4 separate regions of the Mus musculus genome follow, and regions 2, 3 and 4 are each linked to region 1. Evidence: chromatin contacts called from public Hi-C and HiChIP or PLAC-seq data. All regions are on one chromosome and are shown on one strand. The core of a region is the stretch at or near the end of the contact, and the rest is flanking DNA. Distances in the headings are between cores, read along the strand shown.

Region 1 (5,213 bases), core at 1,699-4,198:
GTGTGTGTGTGTGTGTGTGTGTGTGTGTGTGTGAATTGTGGGTATGGATGGTGGTGCATATGGTGTGTGTGTGTGTATGTGTGTGTAAGATTTATTTACTTTTATGTGTATAAGTATTTGCTTGCATGTATATAGCTGTACTATAAGTGTGCCTGGTTCCCATGAAATCCAGAAGAGGATATCAGATCCCCCTGGTTCTAGAGTGATGTGATGATTGTGAGCCACCATGTGTACTGGGAAGAGAACGTGGGTCTCTGCAAGAACGGCAACTATTCTTAACCAATGAGCCCCTTGGGTGGTTTTTGGTGGAAAGCATCCAGAGCCTCCTTCCTGAGGTCAGAATCAGACCTTCTCTCTTTCTCTCCGTAATAATGGGAACAATGATACCTACTTTGTAGACTTCCTCAATGCCATAGAGACAAACTGTGTAGAGTATTTGAAAGGTACTAAGAAATGTGAATTATTAGTGTCCCTGCCTATTCTTGACACTATAAGCAGTATACTGATGTTAGATGACACTGATTATTAGGTGGCACTTCTCTGTGCAGCAACTAAGGAGTACATGGGACGCCTGTAAGGTATGTACTAAACTGAAGGCTATCCAATATGTACAAAGTAAACATTTTCAGGCTTCAGAATGGCCTTAAATATGGATTGTCCTGCTCAGTTCCAGGTGTCTAGTGACAGCCACAGATACTGGCTTCAATCTTGGGCTCATTAGCTTCCAAGGGGGCCAGAGGCATTGCCCCTCTCATGGTGGCATTTAAGGCAGCTAGGTGGGCTGGTGGGAATGGGGGAGGGCTTATGCGAGGCAGATCCTGATGCCTGAGTCTCTGCTGACTGCTAATTCATTCTTACATAAGTTCAGGTATCAGAGATCATCAAAGGAAACACACTAAGCTCATTTTGGAATGAAATTCAAGATCCACAATTGATGGGGATTCTCAAATCTGTCATTTAAAAGTCCTCCTAAACCCATAAGAGCCAACCAAGCCTTTAGGCCATCCCAGGAGGCTGATATAGTGCGTCTTATCATCTTGCAGGGGTTGGGCTAGACCAAGTCTTCAGCCACTGGGGAACTTGGATTTTTTTGTCAGCAACCACTAACATGAGGGAGGGTTGAGCTAACATTCTGCACCCACTTTATTAATGTTAGGAGAAGGCGAATGTCATCTGATAGTGAGAAGGCTAGGCTGACTCCATGACAGGCTTCAAATTGGTAGTTAAAGAGAACTAGGCCTAAATCTCTGTTTCCAAGAACTGGGCAATTCCAAACAAGTCCTGGCCTCAGAAGCTGCCCTGCCACCTGGCCTGAGGCAAGGCCAATGGGTCAGCGGCAGTTTCCAGACTTCCTCAGCTACTTCCTCAGCAACAGTTTCCAGACCTCCCCAGCAAGTTTCTAGCTCCCACATTCCAGTAATGGAATGTCCTTAAAGATAGACCCAACAGATTAACACAGATGTCACCTACCCTGGAATTCCCTCTGGGTGTTTCTCTGTCTTGGTAAAGAGAGATCTCAGCATGCTGGACTTCTGCAGAATAAAACTCTCTTTTCGTTTACATACAATTTGAGTCGGGGGTACCATTTGGTACCATTCTTTCAGAATCCTTACACGTTAGCATGGCTTTTGTTGCCCCTGGGAACCTGCCAAGCAGGCAAGGGGCAGCAAGCACTTCCCAGTGCAGCTCTGGTGGCAGCACTTCCCAGTCTATCCTTCCAAACCTGTTTTGGTCCAAGCTTTGCTCCTCTCAATAGCTCTAGAACAAAGGACTTGTACTTCCGGTTTGTTCTCTGTTCCTTGGTAGCCTGTCAGCCCAACTACAACCTTGAGCAGCAGCACCAGGGGGACAGATAAGAGATTTGACTTGAGAGGGTGACTTGCCACAGAATCAAGAAAGACCTTTGGTGGGTACTGCCAACCCCTTCCCCATACTTATGAATTGGTCCCCTGGTTCATTTACTGCTGGGCAAGTGCTCCCAAAATGTCCCTGTAATTGTGGAGTACCTCAGAGATCCTAGGGAGCAACGAACCTCAGTTCCACATCCTAGAGCCAGGCTCTGTTTTCTGAGCTGAGAGATTGTATTATTTTAGAGATGGATCTAAAAATACAGGAGCACACACACACACACACACACACACACACACACACACACACACACGAGCACACGCCTGTTCGTGTTTGTTCAGCAAACGTGTCTACCCTCTTTTTCTCACTCCTCTCCCCCCATCCCCACCCCTCCCGTGTTTGTACTGGGTACCAGGGAGGCCTCTCACGGGCATACAGAGAAGAACGGATACACAGAAAAAAACGATGCCTGGCTTTGGGAGCACCATCATGCCCCTGTCCTGAGCAGCGAGCATTTGGCATCGCAGCTGATCACAGGAGACACCGCCTCAAAACAGAAAGCCAGCCTCCCCCATTCAGAGAGAGGAGAGGTCACAGAGACCCAGCCACTGACCTGCGGGCCTCTCACTCACTCGTCTGATCACGTGCAGCTCCCAGGGGACTCCATTGTCTGCAGGGACAAGCTGGGGTTCATTTGGGAAACTGTCTCTGGGAATGGAAAAGGAGATTTCAACCGTGGAGTTAGACTTTTGTGTTCATACAACTGTGTTTTGTTTGGGGGTTTTGTTTTTTTCAAATAATGCTACACAGAGAACCCTAAGAAAGTCCCCAAGCCGAAACAGACAGGCACATCGCTTCTTTTTATTCTATCAGTCAGGGGGGAAAGAGTAAAAAAAAGAAAGAGAGGGAGAAAAAAAGAAATGAAAGCAAGGAGAAAGAAGCCCCTTGAGCCCCCTCCCCAGTCCTTCCCACCAGCCACGTGGTTTGCACAATTAAATCTCAATAGCTCCTTCCTGGGCATTGTGAGGGCTGTGATTGCCCCATAAGGAGAGTCTCAGCGGCATGCAGAGGGACTTGGCTCTCCATAGCAGAGTTGAGGGTCACGCTGTCTCCACAGCTCCTTCCGGCAGCACCTAACTACACAGACTCCTTCCAGGTCTGAGTGGTTCCCAGCAGCGGGGGAGCCTGGCAGGAAGCGTCGTGGGCTCCAGCCATGGAAAACCTGTCTGGCCATAAAGAATGCAGAGGACACTGACATGCCAGCTTCGCTTGCTTCTTTTTCTGGGGTTACAATGAGTTCATCGCCAGCGCTAGGTTGGTTTGTAGCAAAAGCTGGGACTTCCTCTTCCACCCAATAGAAATCGTGCAGAGTCTTAAAAACCCCATATTTTCCATCGAAGAAATCCTGAATTTTCAAATTCCCTCTTAATAAAATTGCAAGCTCAGGAACAGGTGAACATCTTAAATCTGAAGCCTCATGTGGAGCAGGCCTTAGTGACGTCAGAACCAGAGGAGGGGTGGAGCCCTAGGCTGGGGGGCGTGTCTCCCTTTCCCTTTCCCTGTTCTCCTTGTTTCCTGGGCCACCTGCGGAGAGCTTGCCTTCCTTTGTCCCTTGACCCCTGCCACTCATCAACAACTCTCTTCCTGGAGACCTTGTCCACTCCTACTGCCTCCACCATATTTCTCTATCTCCATGTCTCTGAGAGTAACCTGCCTAGACCCGCTGCTTTCGGTAATTTTCAGCCCCTATCTCCCGGTCTCCATCACGTTTTGCTGCATTCTCTCGTGTGGTGTTTTGCCGATTCTGTTTACCTGCCCACCACCCTAGGTCTGTGGGTGTCCGCTTTCCTAAAGCGTCATCCCTTTAACACAGTTGTTCATGTTGTGGTAACCCCAATCAAAAACGTATTTTCGTTGCTACTTTATAGCTGTAAATTTGCTACTATTTCGGATTGTAATATAAATATTTGTGTTTTCCAATGGTCTTAGGCACCCCCCCCTCCGTGAAAGGGGACTCCCAAAGGGGTCTCCATCCATAGGCTGAGAAACACTGCCCTAAGGGAGCAAGTATCCCTCCAGAGTGGTGTCTGAGATGCCTTACTCTGGGAGGCAGCGACAGATCTGTGAGTTCTAGGTCCGCATGGTAAGTTCTAGACTAGCGCAAACTACATAGTAAGAGCCTATCCAAAAAATTAAAAAAAAAAAACATATGTACATATAATTCTGGGAAGTGTCACTTCCTAAGGCATTCCTGCCAAAACGTGGGAACTAATTTGACAATTCACATAGCAAGATAATGTACGTGAACACACACACACACGTATGACACATATTCACAATTCACATATATACAAAACTACGGTCTTTCTGGTGTCATGGCTGGGGCACAGTTCTGTGGGAAGAAGAGTTCTAAAAGAGAACTGAGCACACTGGTGTGTGAAATGGACAGCTGTGCTAGAGGAAGCGTGTGCAGTCAGTTTGGATGGGAAAGTCAAGGCAGACATCAGTGACCATCTGCGTGAGTAGATGGAGCCTTTGATGTTTTGGAGAAAGAAGCAGGGTGCTAAGCCTTCTGTTGCATTCTTATGAGTATATGATACTGGAATGGTTCCTTGCATGGAGATGGTGGGAGGGATGTAAAATACACATTTTTAAGGCTGAGGCGGCCTGGACCTCTATCTCTTTGATAATACTAGGTGTATTATCACAGAATGAAGTTTGTGGCTCCTAGCTGTCCCCATCCCTGGAAAATAGGCAGCTCTGGGACCCCGTGACTCTGCTTTGACATCTGTCAGCTACTGTGGGTCCAGTAAGAACCCCAAGATGTATGCTGTGTGAGACCCTGGTGGTGTGGCCCGTGCTAGCTCCTTTTTTTTTTTTTTCCATATCATGCTGTGGCAGACCTTGGACCAACGGGTTGCCGTGGGTCAGGGGTGGGACCTCAGTGGCTTCACACAAGCCCAACCGCACAGACTCTCCTCTCATCCCACGCAGCCTCAATACAACTTGATGTTATTTATTGAAGGCACGGAGCCTGCAATTACTGCCTTCAAAACCTGAAAACAACTCAGACCCCTCTCTCATCTTTGTACGGTTGAGAAACTCGTTTCCCTCTAGCCTGTCGCACTTACGGATACTTGCAGAACTCAACCCACAGCCCAGGAGAGCTCACTTGTGAGTCAGACCTACCCCTGGAAACAGCTCTGTCTCCTGCCACCAGAAAATGTATACCAGACACAAGCTGCCTTCACATTGAACACTCGCACACCGAGCCTGCAGCCTCCCCAGCTCCTTCCCAGTCACCACACCTCAGGTTCTTCTTGACCATCATCTCTCTCTCTCTGAGGGACTGGGAAGACTCGTGG
Region 2 (5,213 bases), core at 1,148-3,647, 630 kb before region 1:
TTTTTAATGTGGGTCTCCCTCAGGGTTGTTTAAAGTTGTTTGTTTTCCTCCCTTACATATAAATAAATAATGGTAACCGGTTTCTATCTTGTAGCACCAACTGCTGTAAGGGAATGCTGCAGACAGTGCTTGGGCGAGTGTGGCGCCAACAAGCCTGAGATTCAAACGCTTTCCATTTAAGCAAACCTCTTCTTGTTTTTATACTTCATTTTGTTTCCCATGTTGATGAAAGTACTGCACAGTTTCAAAGGCATGGTAAATAATGTGTTTCTTTCATATATATTTTTTTCCAAAAGCAGCAAAAATTCATATCCAGTGAAGATCAACTTCAAGCTTTAGAGAACATCTAATATCTCATGCATGCAGTTTTGTTGTATCAATTAAAAGGGTTTTGTATATTTATGGTGGGAGGCTACTGGGAACTTTTAACAAAATAGGGAATTAACTTTTGTACAGTCTGGGCATTTACATGTATTTTTAATGTATTACAATTTGGTAATTATGTGCACATGAAATTAATAAAAGTTACTTCCTGTTATAATTTGTGAATTCCCTGAGACCGTGGATTTTTTTTAAGTAACTTTATATATCAGAAATGACACATCTTTATATTTTTAAAATTGTATTGCTGCTCAAGAATGGTACCCTTTTGTCAAAAAGGTAGATATTCATAATTGTACATTCAGCATTGTAAATACCATATGAAATCCTTTTTGATTAAAGCTATTCAAAATAAAAAATTTTAATGAATTAAATATGTCAATATTTTTTCCTGGATCCTTACACACTTGTTTGATTATGTGGCTACAGCTAGCTCTCTCAGAAACAGTTTCACTGTAGATGGGGTTTCGTTGTTTTTGCCTGGGAGGCTGGTTGAGAGGAAGGCAGCTTGGCTATTTAGTTTGATGGACTGGTTGGGGGAAGAGCTGGCTGGCTGGTGCACACTGCAAGCAGAATGGCAGTTGGGGACTCTGGGGTTGCTGCTTGGTGAAAACCAGAGCCAGCCAGACTTTTTGAAGTAAGGTCCAGGGATCCCTCTGCCTACTGTGCTTAGCTCCCCTTGTGAAGTTCCAGGGATTGAATGAGTCTTCATGCTTACAAGGCAAGCATTTTGCTTATCTAGCTATCTCCCCAGGCTCTGGATCTTGTTCTTAAAGTGGGTGAAAAGTGGAAAATAGTGATAGAAGCATATTTAACGTAACTCTGCCTCTTAGGTACATACAAAGAGATCTGTACCCCTGGATCTGAATGCTAAGGGAAACAGCGTGAGAGCATTTAAAGGAATTGGTGGGTATTCCCCCTTGGAGGGATCTACTTGATAATCTGTGACTTGACAACCAATAGATAATAGCACTTATAAAGAATGTCTATGTTATAGTTACATATAGGAAAAATGAGCACAGCTGGACATTGTGATGCATTCTTTGTGATTCCCAAACTCTAGGACACTAAGGCCAGAAGATTGTAAATTTGAAGCTAGCATGAGCTACATATACATAGCCAAGTTGTTGAGAGAAAAATAGACATAAAAGGGGAACTCGAGTTTCTCAGAAGCTGAAGAACAGGTGGCCCTTCACTGTAAAGAAAGACATCAAGTTTGTCATTATACAGAAATGCAACGTTATAAAGCATATTGAGACCATAGGTTGGTAGATTGGTATGCCATTTTGCTCTTTGGGCTGAGCCTAAGCCTAAGGAATAGGCATCATGGAAACAATCTGAATGACCAGGATTGAAGTCCAGGTCAGAGACGTGAAGACCAGGAGTTCTTACACACAGTGTGGCACTGTGGCAATACAACCACGGTGGTAGGCAGTTTGACATTAAGTTAAACTGAACACGAACCCTTGAGCAATGCTATTACTGAACATGTTTGACAATGGCTAGACCAACCATTGGGGGCGGGCATTTGAGAATTCATTGGCCTTATTTAAGAAATAAAATGTTGAGCAAAAGAGATGGCTCATCAGGTAAAGATACCTCCCAAGACATGGTGTGAGTCCTTGGGAACCTACGTGGAGGAAGGTGAGAACCAATTGCCTAAAGTTTTCTGACACCCACAAGTGAGGCACTGCCACATGCACCCACATACTCCTGCACAGGAATGAGTTAGTGCAATGTAGCATGGAAAAAAACCAAAAGTGTGGCCCATGTAATGACAGCCTGCTATTTCTGGGAAAACTTAGGCCCTCTACTCTCTAGCTTTTACAAAAGGACTTTTAACTATGGACTCTGAAAGTTTGAAAGCTCTTGTCATTAAAACCTAGAATATGCCCTATGGAGATAGTCTTTTTCTTGACTTTTTATCTGGTAAGGTCTTTATCTTGAGGATGCAAGAATACTTCCCTCTTCCTCTCTGAAGTGCCAAGTCACAAGCAGAGCTGCAAGCCTTTCAGTCAGTCCAGGGTGCAGAACTGCTTCAGGTAAGGCCAAATATTCTTAAATTAGTGTATGCAGTTAGAGGCTCAGTCTGTATAGGGGCAGAAGGAGACCTGGTACAAGAAACAGTACAAATTTTTACTTGGGAAACAGAGTAAACTAGTATTACTGTGTGCTTCCTGGGTAACTCAATGCCCAGAGTAGTTTTATTAAGCAGCTTGGTGTATAAGCAAACAGTAGCTCATTATTTAAATGTGTGAGTCAGAAAAACATCTTCAAATGCTACTTATGTGACACTTAAATTAACCTCATGTACACTGGAGCGACCAGCCTACTGCACTCGTGTTACTGTAACAGTGCAAAGTTCAGAAAAGCATGGCATAAAGCAATGGGCATTATCACCTGCACCACTGGGCTCCGGGCCGGGAGTTACAAAACGGTGTAATGAGTTGTGGGGTGTTGGTACTTTGAAAATATGTAAGAAATTGAATCTAGTGGAAGTGGGCCTTGCTGCGGTTCTCTTGCTGACTGTTGGGGATAAAGCTCCCTGCTTAACTTGTTAAAGTCAGTGACACAGCCAGTCCCAGGAGGCGTTGCTTTCTATTCTCTGAAAAAGACCGTAGCAATTTTAATTCGTTCTGTAACGATTTTAAGGTATTCTGTAGCTTGAAAATGCCCAAATGTCAATGCTCTAAACAGAACCGGGGAGATGGCTGACTGGATAAAAATGGGAACCTGTAAGACTGATCTACTCTCCAATACCCACATATGCTGAATAGAAAAGTAATTTTTTTTTAATCAGCCTTTGTAAGATAGAGGAAGACTTGGTTGTATCTGAGCGTTCCAAGGCCGTGAGAGTGCTGGCCCAAAAACTGTGCTTGCAGCAGTGCGTGCAGGGCTCCAGGATATGCTCTGAGCCTTGTTTTTGCTCTTGCATTTCAGACATGCTAAGAAGCGCCCTGCTGTCCGCGGTGCTCGCACTCTTGCGTGCCCAACCTTTTCCCTGCCCCAAAACCTGCAAGTGTGTGGTCCGCGATGCCGCGCAGTGCTCGGGCGGCAGCGTGGCTCACATCGCTGAGCTAGGTCTGCCTACGAACCTCACACACATCCTGCTCTTCCGAATGGACCAGGGCATATTGCGGAACCACAGCTTCAGCGGCATGACAGTCCTTCAGCGCCTGATGCTCTCAGATAGCCACATTTCCGCCATCGACCCCGGCACCTTCAATGACCTGGTAAAACTGAAAACCCTCAGGTTGACGCGCAACAAAATCTCTCGTCTTCCACGTGCGATCCTGGATAAGATGGTACTCTTGGAACAGCTGTTCTTGGACCACAATGCACTAAGGGACCTTGATCAAAACCTGTTTCAGCAACTGCGTAACCTTCAGGAGCTCGGTTTGAACCAGAATCAGCTCTCTTTTCTTCCTGCTAACCTTTTCTCGAGCCTGAGAGAACTGAAGTTGTTGGATTTATCGCGAAACAACCTGACCCACCTGCCCAAGGGACTGCTTGGGGCTCAAGTTAAGCTTGAGAAACTGCTGCTCTATTCAAACCAGCTCACGTCTGTGGATTCGGGGCTGCTGAGCAACCTGGGCGCCCTGACTGAGCTGCGGCTGGAGCGGAATCACCTCCGCTCCGTAGCCCCGGGTGCCTTCGACCGCCTCGGAAACCTGAGCTCCTTGACTCTATCCGGAAACCTCCTGGAGTCTCTGCCGCCCGCGCTCTTCCTTCACGTGAGCAGCGTGTCTCGGCTGACTCTGTTCGAGAACCCCCTGGAGGAGCTCCCGGACGTGTTGTTCGGGGAGATGGCCGGCCTGCGGGAGCTGTGGCTGAACGGCACCCACCTGAGCACGCTGCCCGCCGCTGCCTTCCGCAACCTGAGCGGCTTGCAGACGCTGGGGCTGACGCGGAACCCGCGCCTGAGCGCGCTCCCGCGCGGCGTGTTCCAGGGCCTACGGGAGCTGCGCGTGCTCGCGCTGCACACCAACGCCCTGGCGGAGCTGCGGGACGACGCGCTGCGCGGCCTCGGGCACCTGCGCCAGGTGTCGCTGCGCCACAACCGGCTGCGGGCCCTGCCCCGCACGCTCTTCCGCAACCTCAGCAGCCTCGAGAGCGTGCAGCTAGAGCACAACCAGCTGGAGACGCTGCCAGGAGACGTGTTCGCGGCTCTGCCCCAGCTGACCCAGGTCCTGCTGGGTCACAACCCCTGGCTCTGCGACTGTGGCCTGTGGCCCTTCCTCCAGTGGCTGCGGCATCACCCGGACATCCTGGGCCGAGACGAGCCCCCGCAGTGCCGTGGCCCGGAGCCACGCGCCAGCCTGTCGTTCTGGGAGCTGCTGCAGGGTGACCCGTGGTGCCCGGATCCTCGCAGCCTGCCTCTCGACCCTCCAACCGAAAATGCTCTGGAAGCCCCGGTTCCGTCCTGGCTGCCTAACAGCTGGCAGTCCCAGACGTGGGCCCAGCTGGTGGCCAGGGGTGAAAGTCCCAATAACAGGCTCTACTGGGGTCTTTATATTCTGCTTCTAGTAGCCCAGGCCATCATAGCCGCGTTCATCGTGTTTGCCATGATTAAAATCGGCCAGCTGTTTCGAACATTAATCAGAGAGAAGCTCTTGTTAGAGGCAATGGGAAAATCGTGTAACTAATGAAACTGACCAGAGCATTGTGGACGGGGCCCCAAGGAGAATGCAGTCAGGATGCTGGCGTGCCATTACACTATTTCCCAGGCCTTTTCTCCTCTCCCGTGCTCTTAGTGTCTCTTCTTCTCCCCTCTCTTCAGAAGTAGCTTTTGTAAATCGCTACTGCTTTCTAGCCTGGCCTGGGTTACCTCC
Region 3 (5,213 bases), core at 1,013-3,512, 600 kb before region 1:
ATTCAGACACACATTCAGCCGAGTGCCCTTCCTTGCTCTGCCTTCATGGTTTTCCTGATTCACCATGCCTGCAAATGCTTCTCCCCTTACGCCCAAGGACTGTTGTGTTCTTTATAACACCCCCCAATCTGTTCACAGTCCCCTGTCCCCCAGCACAGCCTGTCAAAATAGAGGAGTTTTTACTCACTGCAATCATGACTGTCTGGGCTCTTAGTCTCAAAGAACCCACAGATTTGGATTCTGGCTCTGCCCCTTTGTGTGTGGCCTTGGGGAATCAGCACTGGCTTGGGCCTTGCATTGGAGATAATTTCTTCATTTGCAGTATGGAGAACTACTGATAGACCAATAGCTCGCTTCCACCCTTCCCAACAGAAGGGGACATTTGGCAATGTCTAGGGATACTTTTGGCTTTCACCGCTTGTGTCTATGATGCCGTCTTATCCTGCAAAACACTGGGAAACTCCACAGAAGGTGTCACCTAGCTCTGACCATCGCTGTGACATGATGGAAAGGTAAGATGTAGAGAAAGCAATACGGAACTGTGGTACAGGTCCTTCAGGACACCCATCTTACAGCTGTGCTCTGTGAATGGCCATCCTTAAATGTTCCCAGTGTTGACTTCCCAGCACAGTAACGACAGCCTAGCGCAGTAACTGTGTGTAGGAAATGAAGGAAGAATACAGGACAAGGGAAATAGTCTTATTTTTGGAGGTCCATGGGTGGGAAGTTGATGGCCCTGGGTTCAAAATGTAGAGGCTGAGAACGAGGGCTTGTCTACCTTTCACCTCTGTACCACAACCTGAGCATGCCTGATTCCTACCTTCCCACGGTCCCTACCCCAGTAGGAAACCAGGAGACCACGCCGCCGGCAGTGGTGGCACACGCCTTTAATCCCAGCACTTGGAAGGCAGAGGTAGGTGGATTTCTGAGTTTGAAGCCAGCCTGGTCAGGACAGCCAGGGCTACACAGAGAAACCCTGTCTCAAAAAAACAAAAACAAAAACAAAAACAAAAAACAAACAAACAAAAGATGCGGAGGCTCCAAAGGTTGACAGCAAGAAGGAAGATGCTCTTCTGTGGAATCGTAGTGGGATAGGATGCTAAGGTGGGGGAGCTGGGACTGGGGTGTGGCGGCAGCGCTCTCCTCGGTTAATAGCCAGAGCACTTTTGTTTCTGGCTGTGATTCATGGTGACACCGGCAAGGCATGATTCAGGCAGCAGGGCTTGACCACGGTAAGCCACCAAGTGACTGTCTCAGTAATAACACTGCACTTTTATGTCTCTCCTTTCATCGCAGATCTCAAAGCGCCCTGCAAACATTAATTAAGGCTCTCGCATTCCAGGAGCTGCCCGGTGGGTGCAGGCATTGTTCTGGCCACTAGGCGGAGAAGGTAAACGGAGCCAAGGCAGCTACAACCTTTAAATGCTTTGTTAAGCAGAGGTCTGACGGCCCCCTCCCCAGCCGTGACTCCTCTACCCTCTTCCTCCGGCTCTCTCTGGGACACTTTGAATAGAACCAGCATGGTCTCCTGGTTTCCTACTGGGGTAGGGACCGTGGGAAGGTAGGGAATCAGGGCATGCTGTGGTACAGAGGTGAAAGGCAGACAAGCCCTCGTTCTCAGTCACCACCTTCACAGCCCAGGAACATATCCTGCACGCACCCAGGAGCAGCAGCATAGGTACAGAAGATAACCTCGGAGGGACATGAAATGCTACTTTTAAAAGAGATATGGTGGAGGGAACTATATTTTTCCTAAGAACTTAAATGCCTTTTCCAAAATATTAGCAGTGGCTGAATTGGATGACACATTCGAGTGTGCCTTATAATGTTCTTGCATATTTTCTCTAAAATTGGAGTTATTTCTATATACAAATTTTAGAATTCGGGGCTGGGGGAGAAAAGGAAGGGGGATGGAGAAGGAAGCAGAGAGTGGACTAAAAGGTCACAGAAAGCCCGACTTCAATCACAACCTGAACTGGTGCCTAAGGCAAGAGCTGGGTCCCAGTTACTCAGTCCTACTGCGGTGGCAGAAAACCCCTTTCCAGTGTCACACTGGACACAGCGAGTCCGAAGGAGATGGGGAAGGAGAGGCAAAGAAGAAACTTATTTTCAAGTGCAGTCGATGAACGCCCCTTCAACTTGAACACAATTCCCTGATGATGCTCCCAGAGGTTGCCCCGCCCCGCAGGCCGACACTGCCCCGTGCGGTGACTCACGAGGGGCTGTTTAAATGACAGGGAGGACCCAGAAGGCCCTCACTCATGCTGCAGTCTTGAGCCGGTCCGGTCCTCCGCCTCCTCTCCTCGCCGCCTCCTTCTTATTGACCCGGCAGCCTCGTGGAGCTGCTGGTAAGTGGGTGCCCGCCCACCCCCCATCCCGGCCGCGCCCCACATCCCGGTTGACGATAGGATCCCGAGACTCTACAAGGAGCAGGGCTGGCGCGTGCCTGGGATGCTCTGAGGACCTGGACTGGTCCAGCCCGCGCAGGAGCTGGGTGAGCCGGTCCTAGTGTCTAGCTGTGAATCTTGATGCCCTGTTTCGCTTTCCTTGACTTTATGGTCTGTGAAGTGAGCCTGGAGTGCAGCGGGGAGAGCTTTTGACCTGCAGGAAATTGGTTGAAAGTTAACTGAAGCACCCGGTTTACCTACTCCGGGAGACCAGATCCACAAGGGCAGGAGTTTCTCTAAGGTTCTGGCTGTTGGAACCTGTATCATTTCCATTGAGCCTACAGAGGTAGCCACTTAAAGGGGACTCTGCATATAGATCTGTCCAGGATGGTGAACTCACAAGGTTTCTGCCTGGGAGAAATCGGCCCTCTACTTGTGGTAGATTTACAGTGTTACATTTATACTGCTGGACTCAGGCGGATATGCAGTCTCTAGTCAGGAGTGCCAATTTGGAACCCAGTTGAAGTTTTAAGTGTCCAGGTTCTAACTCTGTGTGTAGCTTAGATGATCCCATTCTGATCATCTAGATGTGTCACAGGGTCCAGGGCTGATGCCTTTGGGAGGGAGATGCTGGAGGTAGGTTTGTGATAAGAATCAGGTGTCTCGCTGGTCGTGGTGGCGCACGCCTTTAATCCCAGCATTTAGGAGGCAGAGGCAGGCAGATTTCTGAGTTCAAGGCCAGCCTGGTCTACAAAGTGAGTTCCAGGACAGCCAGGGCTATACAGAGAAACCCTGTCTCGAAAAACCAAGAAAAAAAATCAGGTGTCGGTATGTATGTATGTATGTATGTATGTATGTATGTATGTATGTATGTTTATTTGTATGTATTTTGGTGCTGAGGATCAAACTCAGGATCTCAAGCATGCTAAACAAGCAGTCTACTACTTAGCTATAACCACAGCTGACTAGGTGAGTTTGTTTTGTTTGGTTTTAAGACAGGGTCCCACTATGTAGACCAGGCTGGCCCCAAACTCACAGAGATCCTCTTACCCTACTTCCCAAGTGCTAGGATTAAAGGCATATACTACCACGCACAAACTGGGTGGGTTTTAATCTCACCCCTTATCTGTGTCTCTGCCCAAAATGAAGAGGAGTGAGCTGTGGAAAAGGAGAGCCTTCGGGACCCTCCAACCTGAGCGGCTCTACCTTTAGGGCCAAATGCACTACCCTAGGGCAGACCGTGACTGCTGAGATAACACAAGAACTCAAGGTGCTGAGCATTGCCTGCCAGGGATTTCTAGCTGGCACTACCCATTGCAGGCAGCTCTCGGATGTGTGGGTGTCCCTGCTCTGTGACTTGGAAATTCCTTAAGCAGGTCTCTTTTTCTGCATCGCCTGAACATCTGGAGTAGATTCAGGACCAGACAGTTCAATTTGCCTGTGGTCATGAGTCAGCTGCTGGGCTCAGCAACAACTGTGACAGGGAAGGCATGTTGAGAGGGTCGTGGCCAGGAAGAGCTCTGAGAAGACCCCACAGCAAGTATAGGAAGGTTCCTCCCGGGGCTTGGGGACACTACCCAGATTAGCTCTGTCAATGGAGGATGTGAAGCCTGAAGTGGAAGTAGATCCAGATGTGCAGAGATGAGAGAGAGAGATGGGAGACGCACTGCCCAGGGCTTGTCCTGCCAGCGAACACGCCAAGGCTGTGATTACAGATGACAATTTGCCTCCCTGCCTCCAGACTTCAGAAGAACCCCTGAAGCTGCAGGTTCCAGTGCCTGCCTCGGCTGTGGAGCACGGGGCTAAACAGAGACCATACCATTTCCCTCTCAGACCTAAGGTGCTCCACTGAGAAGTGGTCTCTGTAGACTGAGTTTCAAAAGAGACTCTGGCTTCTTATGAAAGTCCCCACTTCAGACACAACTCCTGCTGTTGTGCTGGGCAGTTACAACTCTTATAGCTCTTGGAAGCAAATTACAGCCCTGCTCTGGCCTCTGCAGGAAGCCGGGCTAGGCTTGCCCCAGGCTTGGGAGGGTTCCCACAGAGGGCCTGGGGAGGGGCTGCTCTTTTCTTATTTTAAAAAGCAAAACAAGGATTTTTGAAGGCCCCGGGGAGGATGAGGCTGTGAAGGTCCTGTCCAGGGATTTAAGGGTGCTTTGTGTCTGGAGTAGAGAAGTCCCAAGTCATGGGCTGTGTTTTCCAGGCTCAACCCTCCTGGTGCCCCTCCCCCCACCCCCTCTGAACCTTCTCTCCCTTCTTCCAGCTTACTCCCGTGACGCTAAACAACACACCATCAGGGCAGCCTCAGAGGATAAAGTTGCCTGCAGAATGAGTTGGGGGCCCAACTTGGGTGTAGCTAATAATGCTGGGTAGGTGGAGGGTGATTACATGAGCCAATCAGGCTAGGGGAGGGGCAAGGCTGGCTCCTCCCCCTCCCCCCACCTACTGCCTGAGACATAGCTCTGTAGTAGCGTTATGATGAGGTTCAGAGGTCCACCAGGCCCTTGAGTCTTCAAGTTGCCTGTGTGACCCCTCCTCTCTCAGGACCCATCAATTTCTGATCTACAAAACAGCCAAATGGTCCAGGGAGATGACTTCAAAAGGGTCTTGTACCCGTGGTGTCCTGGACTCCATAAACTGTATCTGGGAGCAGCTTATAGGCTCAAGTAGAGCTATCTGCAAATTGCAGTTGAGAGAGGCAAACTCAGAGATGCACCTAGAGGTGAAGCAGCCGTCAGCCTCCTGTTTTCCCATTGCTTCTCTGTTCTTGGTGGGAAATGACACAGGATGTGACCAAGGGTTCCCGGGTAGTCTGGATCACATGTG
Region 4 (5,213 bases), core at 1,042-3,541, 550 kb before region 1:
AGATGACTTAGCAGTTAAGAGCACTTGCGGCTCTTGCAGAAGACCTGGGTTCCATTTCTGGCACCTGTGTGATGGCTCCAAACTAGCTGCCTGTAACTCCAGTTCCAGCGGATCTGATGCCTTCTGCAAGTACCTAGCATGCATGTGATGCACCTACACAGTGTGGGGAAAGTACACACACACACACACACACACACACACACACACACACACACCATGCACACTCACACATAAAATAAATTCTTAAAAAAATAATTATTTGCTCAGAGCTTTTTTTGGAGAAAATGGAAATGAATAGAGAATGTTAAATATGGTCATCCAAAATAGTTAAGTGGGCACAGACCATGAGGAATACTTTAACCACAGATCTGGGCCATGAGAGGAGTGAGGGTGCGGGAGGGGGTGGGGGGAGGAAGAGGGAGAAGCAGAGACAGAGAGCAACCAAGAGAACAAAGCATGTAGAGATGAGTGCAAGTCTCCCTCAGTACCTGGGGCTCCTCTCTGTTCTTCTCACCCCGTCCCCTACCCTAAAGCTCTCCACCCCGTTCCCTAGCTTCCCATTCCTGTACAGCCTCCACCATTTTGACCATGCTTTCTTGGTGCTCTCTTTGCCTGCTCCACTCTTGGTCTTCTCTCTCTCAGTCTCCTTTGCCTGCCTCTCTTCTCTTCCCCATCCCCCACTCCTCCCATGGCCATTGTCTGCTGGCTATGTTCAGTGCACCATATTCTCTCCCTGCTCTGGACTCTCCCAGATGCCTCTTGCTGTTCTCTCCCTCACATCTACAATAAACGCCTTCCCCTCAACCATACCTGTTCCTTTGTGAACACTGAACTCTCCAGACATGTGATGTTATTTCTCATGTATTTATGTGTTTATTTAGCTTCTTACATGGACTCTAAACTATGGTCAAAACAGGACTATTACATGTCTCTGTATACCCACAAGAATAATGACCACCCTGTCTTTTCTGGGTGGGAGAGGATGCACCTAGCTTCACAGAGACTTGATGTGCCAGGTTGGTGGATACCTAGGGCACCCTACCAACTCAGAGGAGAAAGGGAAGGGGATTATGGGAGGAAGTGCCCGGGAAGGAGGCAGTGAGCAGGATGAAAAGTGTATAAGTAAAACAATTAAAATAGAAACATAAACAAATAATGGCCACCAAAAGTTCTCATCATGCACTCCTCAAATTTCTATTTGCAGTCAGTATTGTCCCTAGGCCTGAACAACCTCACCGGCCACTCAGTGCTTTGCCAAATAACTGGACGACATCAACAAAGAAGATGGAGACCACCATGTGCTGCTTCTAGACCCACGTTGGGGACAGTGCTACAGACTTTTCGTCAGTTCATAATATAGGCTTCTAATCCGCTCCTGAGAATTCAGACAGATAATTACGAGCAGGTGATTGCCGAGAGTCTCAGCACTGAGGGTCAGAAGCTGACAGGTCCTCCCAACCTCTGCTGCCATTTTCCTCTTTCTCTGCTTGCTTCTTCGGCCCCTCCTATGACACAGAGCAGAGACCAGGCAGTAGTATCTCTTGACAGTTGGCTGCCTGACTTGTGGAGGAGACAGATCAAAGCCCACAGGGGATGATAGGTCACCCCGGAACCCAGGTTCTGGGGCATCCTTTCATCCTCTGGGTCTCAGTTTCTCCCATCCGGGATGCAAGATAATTGGATGTGGGACATCCTATCCTGCCCTCTGATTCAGCACTCTTGGGGAGGGTGAGAAATCTGCTGTGTGAAATCTGACCAAAGAGTGCTTAAAATAACACTTCTCAGCCTTGATATCAGAGGATTCGTTCGTGTGTGCCAAACAGATTGTGATTAAGCCGGTGGAAGGTGGCCTTTAAGCCTGAATTTCTAGCGATCTCCCAGTCAGTGCTCAATCCCTGCCAGTCCTGTTTATACCCTGGGAAATGAAAAGCTGACTCACAAGACCCAACCACAGATCCATGGGATCAGAAACTCTGGGGTATCGACCAGCAATCTGTCCTTACGCTGTCTCCGAGGTTGTTTCAATACCCATCAAGTTCAAAACTACCGCTTTAGGACAGCTGATTCTGAACTTGACTAAGGACTGGAAATTCCTGCAGAGAGTTTTTGAAGCCCTGGTGCCTAAGTCAAGCTCTCATATTCAAATTTAATAAACACGGGATGCCAACGTGGAGGCATCAGGATTTTTAAACACTCCGAATGAGTATGAGATGTACTGAAGGTACTGGCTTCCAGGCTGAGAGTCTGCCGTTCTCTGAAGCCGCTCTGCCTGAGACTACCATGAGGGGGCGCTGTGGCGCCACGGGGAAAACTCCGCGCTCCGGGCGGCTGCTGGTCCGGGCTGCGGAGGTGGCGGCTGCGCCTGGGGGGCGCGCCTCCGGGAGCGGCTCCTGGCCGAGGCTTGCCCTGTGCCTGCATCTGTACCTAATTAATGCTGGCGGCTGCCTAGTCGCGCCTGACGTTAGATGTGCTGGTGTTGGGGGAACGCCTGCAACCACTCGGCACAGGTTCCTTTACTCCACTTTGTTCTCTGCCTCCTTCGGGACTCGGGTTCACCCCTGCGGCTGCTCCCTGACACTCTCTGCCTGTCCCAACGTCACCTCACTGGGTTCCTTGTCTCTTTCCGAGGATCCCGGCAAGTTCCCCAAGCCAAGGGACCTGCTGATCAGCTCCAGAATCCAGCTCCTGTCATTCTCTCTCATGGTTTCTTTCTCTCTTCTTTCTGCCCTTAGTTGAGCTCTGTGGGTCTTCATAATAAACGTTTTCATACACAGGGTTTGCCTCTGACTTTGTGACACATAAAGCAGGGCCGTTTGTAAGGGACTTTCGACGTCTATGGGGGTAGGGAGCAGAGAGTTGCTTCTGAGTTTTAATGGCTCTGTGTGTGTGTGTGTGTGGGGGGGGGTGTTCTATTTTTAAGGATGAGGCTTTATTCTGGAAAGGAGAGTCCCTTGTTTAGCTTCTTAGCTAGCTGGATACATCACCCCCGCCCAGGGGGGCTTTCCCCACAGGCAGTGACCTTTATCATAAATAATCCACTTCATATTTCATCCCACCCACTTTCCCATCTGTTTGATATTCTGCCTTCCCTGGTGCGAGGCCTCATCTGGAGACAAGCCATGTGAGTAAAAGAAGCTTGCCCATCCCTGGTCTGATGGCTGCCTTGCCCTGCCAGCTTCTTCAGAGCCTACTTCTGAGGGGACAGAAGAGGAAGGGCAATTGGAGAGACTGTGTGCTTCTTTCCTGACCCCAGCTCTCATTTCCAGGGCTTGGTTTCCTTCTTTGAAGCCTCTGCTACCTACCTAGATTCAGGTCCTTATTCCCAGGCAGTTGGCAGGAGCCACTCCAGTCCAGGGGAAACTGAGGCCAAAGAGGTTAGAAGGGACCCCCTCGAGCCACATAGCTGATTCCTGGCAGGTTCCACGTTTCTACAGAATTGTTCAAAGCTCTCCCTAGGGCCAGTGGACACTTCCTAGCAGCGAGGCAGTGGTGGCAGGGGTCCAGAGGGAACTAGTTTAATTTGAAGAGCAGCCGTCCCTCCTAGAATCCAAATGAGCAATATCATCACAGAGCCCAGGGTGTCAGAGACTGGGCCTGGGCTGTGGGCAGAAAACAGGCCTACGGGTTCAGAGGGGAATCACTCATCAGACATAAGGGGGAGGGCTGGGGGACTTGATGGGGGAAGTATAGATATGCTGTGTCAGAACGAGTCCTGCTCCCTCTAATGGGGCCCTGAATGGGGCTCTCAGGTGGGGCTAGAGGATAGACAGGAAAATTTGGGCAGCCACCAGTTGGGACAAGTGTCCGTCCCCGTCCGTTCCCCCCCCCCTCCTGCTGGCTTGGCCATATGTCTGGCCAAAGCCTAGGTGGAAACCAGAGCTCTAAAAGAATAGCTCGGGTGGACGGAGCTCTGTGAGAGTGTGTGTGTGGGGGAGGTATGCTGGTAACTGAGAGAAGAGCAGGAGAGGGGCTAGCTCAAGGTCATGGGACAATTAGCAGCACAGCTGGAGCTTGGATGCAGGCACTGGACGGTGAACCAGGTTGTCTTCACTATTGTTCTTCCATATGGATGGATGGATGGATGCTTGGACCCTGCTCCTTCCCTTTTTGTTTGTGTTGCCATGTCTTGTTGAGACTTTGCATGGACATTTTCAGTTGTGTCTTTCTGCTCCCAAGTTGTTGTTGTTGTTTCTCTCCTCCTCCTCCTCCTCCTCCTCCTCCTCCTCCTCCTCCTCCTCCTCCTCCTCCTCCTCCTCCTCCTCCTCCTCCTCTTCTTTCCCAGAGAAAGGAAACCCTGTAATCTTATTCATCTATACCAGAAACCCCACCAGAAAGTCATGGTTCTTTTCAATCACATTTCCCACATTCTAAGTCCCTACAGGTAGAGGTGACAAGAGTCCATGGGACCTACTCTCTGGGATTTGGGGGGAAGAATGCTTAGCCTGCGGCATGCAAGTCTGACAGGAAGCCTCAAATCTAAGTGGTCGTCCTCAGCCACGCCTGCGGGTCTTTGCCTGCAGCTGCTGAGGGAGGAGGAACCGGCTCTGAGTGCGCAGGTTTCGTCTGGCTAGTCCCAAAGCTCACCACACTTCCTGGACCAGGGTTTCTGGCAATGTGGGTCTCTGGTCACCTGCAATACCTTCAGTACCTCGTTCAGGCAGTTGTTTGAAACAAGTAGTTGAGCCTGCTTCAGGCTCATGCAATTTGGAGGTGGCCAAGGCAGGTCCTCCCTTCCCTCATGGCCTGTCTCTGTTGGGGTTGGGGGAACAACGATGATCAATAACTAGTATGGAAAATATGTTAATTGCATGGCAGAGTTGAAAGTAAAAGTAATTTCAAAAATAAAGAACACTAGGTATGGGGCTAAGAAGGAAGTATGTTGGTTATAAATGGATGTATGTATTTATATCTATGTATGCATATATTAATTTTTCGAGACGCAGTCTCTGGATCCTCCTGCCTCAGTCTCTTTAGTACAGGGCTTACAGGTGTATACTATCATACCTGGCTTTTTGTAATGTTAAATGTAGCAGTTTGAAGGTCTCTTACTGTAAAAGTGACATTTGAACCAAGACTTCAAAGAGATAAAAGCCCTTAGCTATTGAATCTGGTTCCTGAGCCTGTTCCAACCTGTTCCTGAGAACCCTAAGAAGAGAGCCCAGGGGCCTACACCTCCAGAGTCCTTTAAAGGTGACACTTGGCAATCCTTGCTT

The links. A called contact is a pair of places that touch in the nucleus more often than the background predicts. HiChIP or PLAC-seq counts read pairs in DNA pulled down with a chosen protein or histone mark.
Region 2: a contact with region 1 is called in an H3K4me3 HiChIP or PLAC-seq map of embryonic forebrain, with 5 times the contacts expected there. The contact joins the promoter of Gp5 here to the enhancer-like site in region 1. A contact is called at or near these places in 6 of 39 promoter capture datasets (the 3T3-L1 cell line, cranial neural crest, liver and 2 more), 1 of 484 Hi-C or Micro-C datasets (nephron progenitors), 7 of 115 datasets of contacts at active chromatin or transcription factors (bone marrow-derived macrophages, embryonic basal ganglia, embryonic forebrain and 4 more) and 2 of 9 other capture datasets (liver and macrophages).
Region 3: a contact with region 1 is called in an H3K27ac HiChIP or PLAC-seq map of embryonic stem cells, with 3 times the contacts expected there. The contact joins the promoter of Lrrc15 here to the enhancer-like site in region 1. A contact is called at or near these places in 4 of 39 promoter capture datasets (the C10 cell line, cranial neural crest, embryonic stem cells and 1 more), 2 of 484 Hi-C or Micro-C datasets (bone marrow-derived macrophages and embryonic stem cells) and 8 of 115 datasets of contacts at active chromatin or transcription factors (embryonic basal ganglia, embryonic stem cells, forebrain and 3 more).
Region 4: a contact with region 1 is called in a Hi-C map of uterus, with 2.9 times the contacts expected there. The contact joins two enhancer-like sites. A contact is called at or near these places in 1 of 15 datasets of contacts at CTCF or cohesin (large pre-B cells), 2 of 484 Hi-C or Micro-C datasets (bone marrow-derived macrophages and uterus) and 10 of 115 datasets of contacts at active chromatin or transcription factors (bone marrow-derived macrophages, embryonic basal ganglia, embryonic midbrain and 3 more).

Annotation. Positions count from the first base shown.
Region 1 is chr16:29,680,941-29,686,153 of GRCm38.p6, reverse strand. No RefSeq gene overlaps it. Among named protein-coding and RNA genes, the nearest start is that of Opa1, 100 kb to the right of the region's middle. Within about 2 kb of position 2,948, at least 67 of the 459 cell types and tissues checked have an H3K27ac peak or open chromatin away from gene starts, as enhancers often do. A contact at or near this core is called in embryonic basal ganglia, embryonic forebrain, embryonic stem cells and 3 more, where this site is marked.
Region 2 is chr16:30,307,965-30,313,177 of GRCm38.p6, reverse strand. Gp5 (glycoprotein 5 (platelet)) reads left to right here and starts at 2,397. Exons shown (of 2, transcript NM_008148.4): 1 at 2,397-2,423; 2 at 3,322-5,213. The coding sequence starts at 3,324. The coding sequence ends at 5,027. It overlaps Atp13a3 (ATPase type 13A3), which reads left to right. Exons shown (of 34, transcript NM_001128096.1): 34 at 1-755.
Region 3 is chr16:30,280,303-30,285,515 of GRCm38.p6, reverse strand. It overlaps Lrrc15 (leucine rich repeat containing 15), which reads left to right and starts at 2,262. Exons shown (of 2, transcript NM_028973.2): 1 at 2,262-2,348.
Region 4 is chr16:30,233,614-30,238,826 of GRCm38.p6, reverse strand. No RefSeq gene overlaps it. Among named protein-coding and RNA genes, the nearest start is that of Gm33330, 17 kb to the left of the region's middle. Within about 2 kb of position 2,291, at least 118 of the 459 cell types and tissues checked have an H3K27ac peak or open chromatin away from gene starts, as enhancers often do. A contact at or near this core is called in uterus, where this site is marked.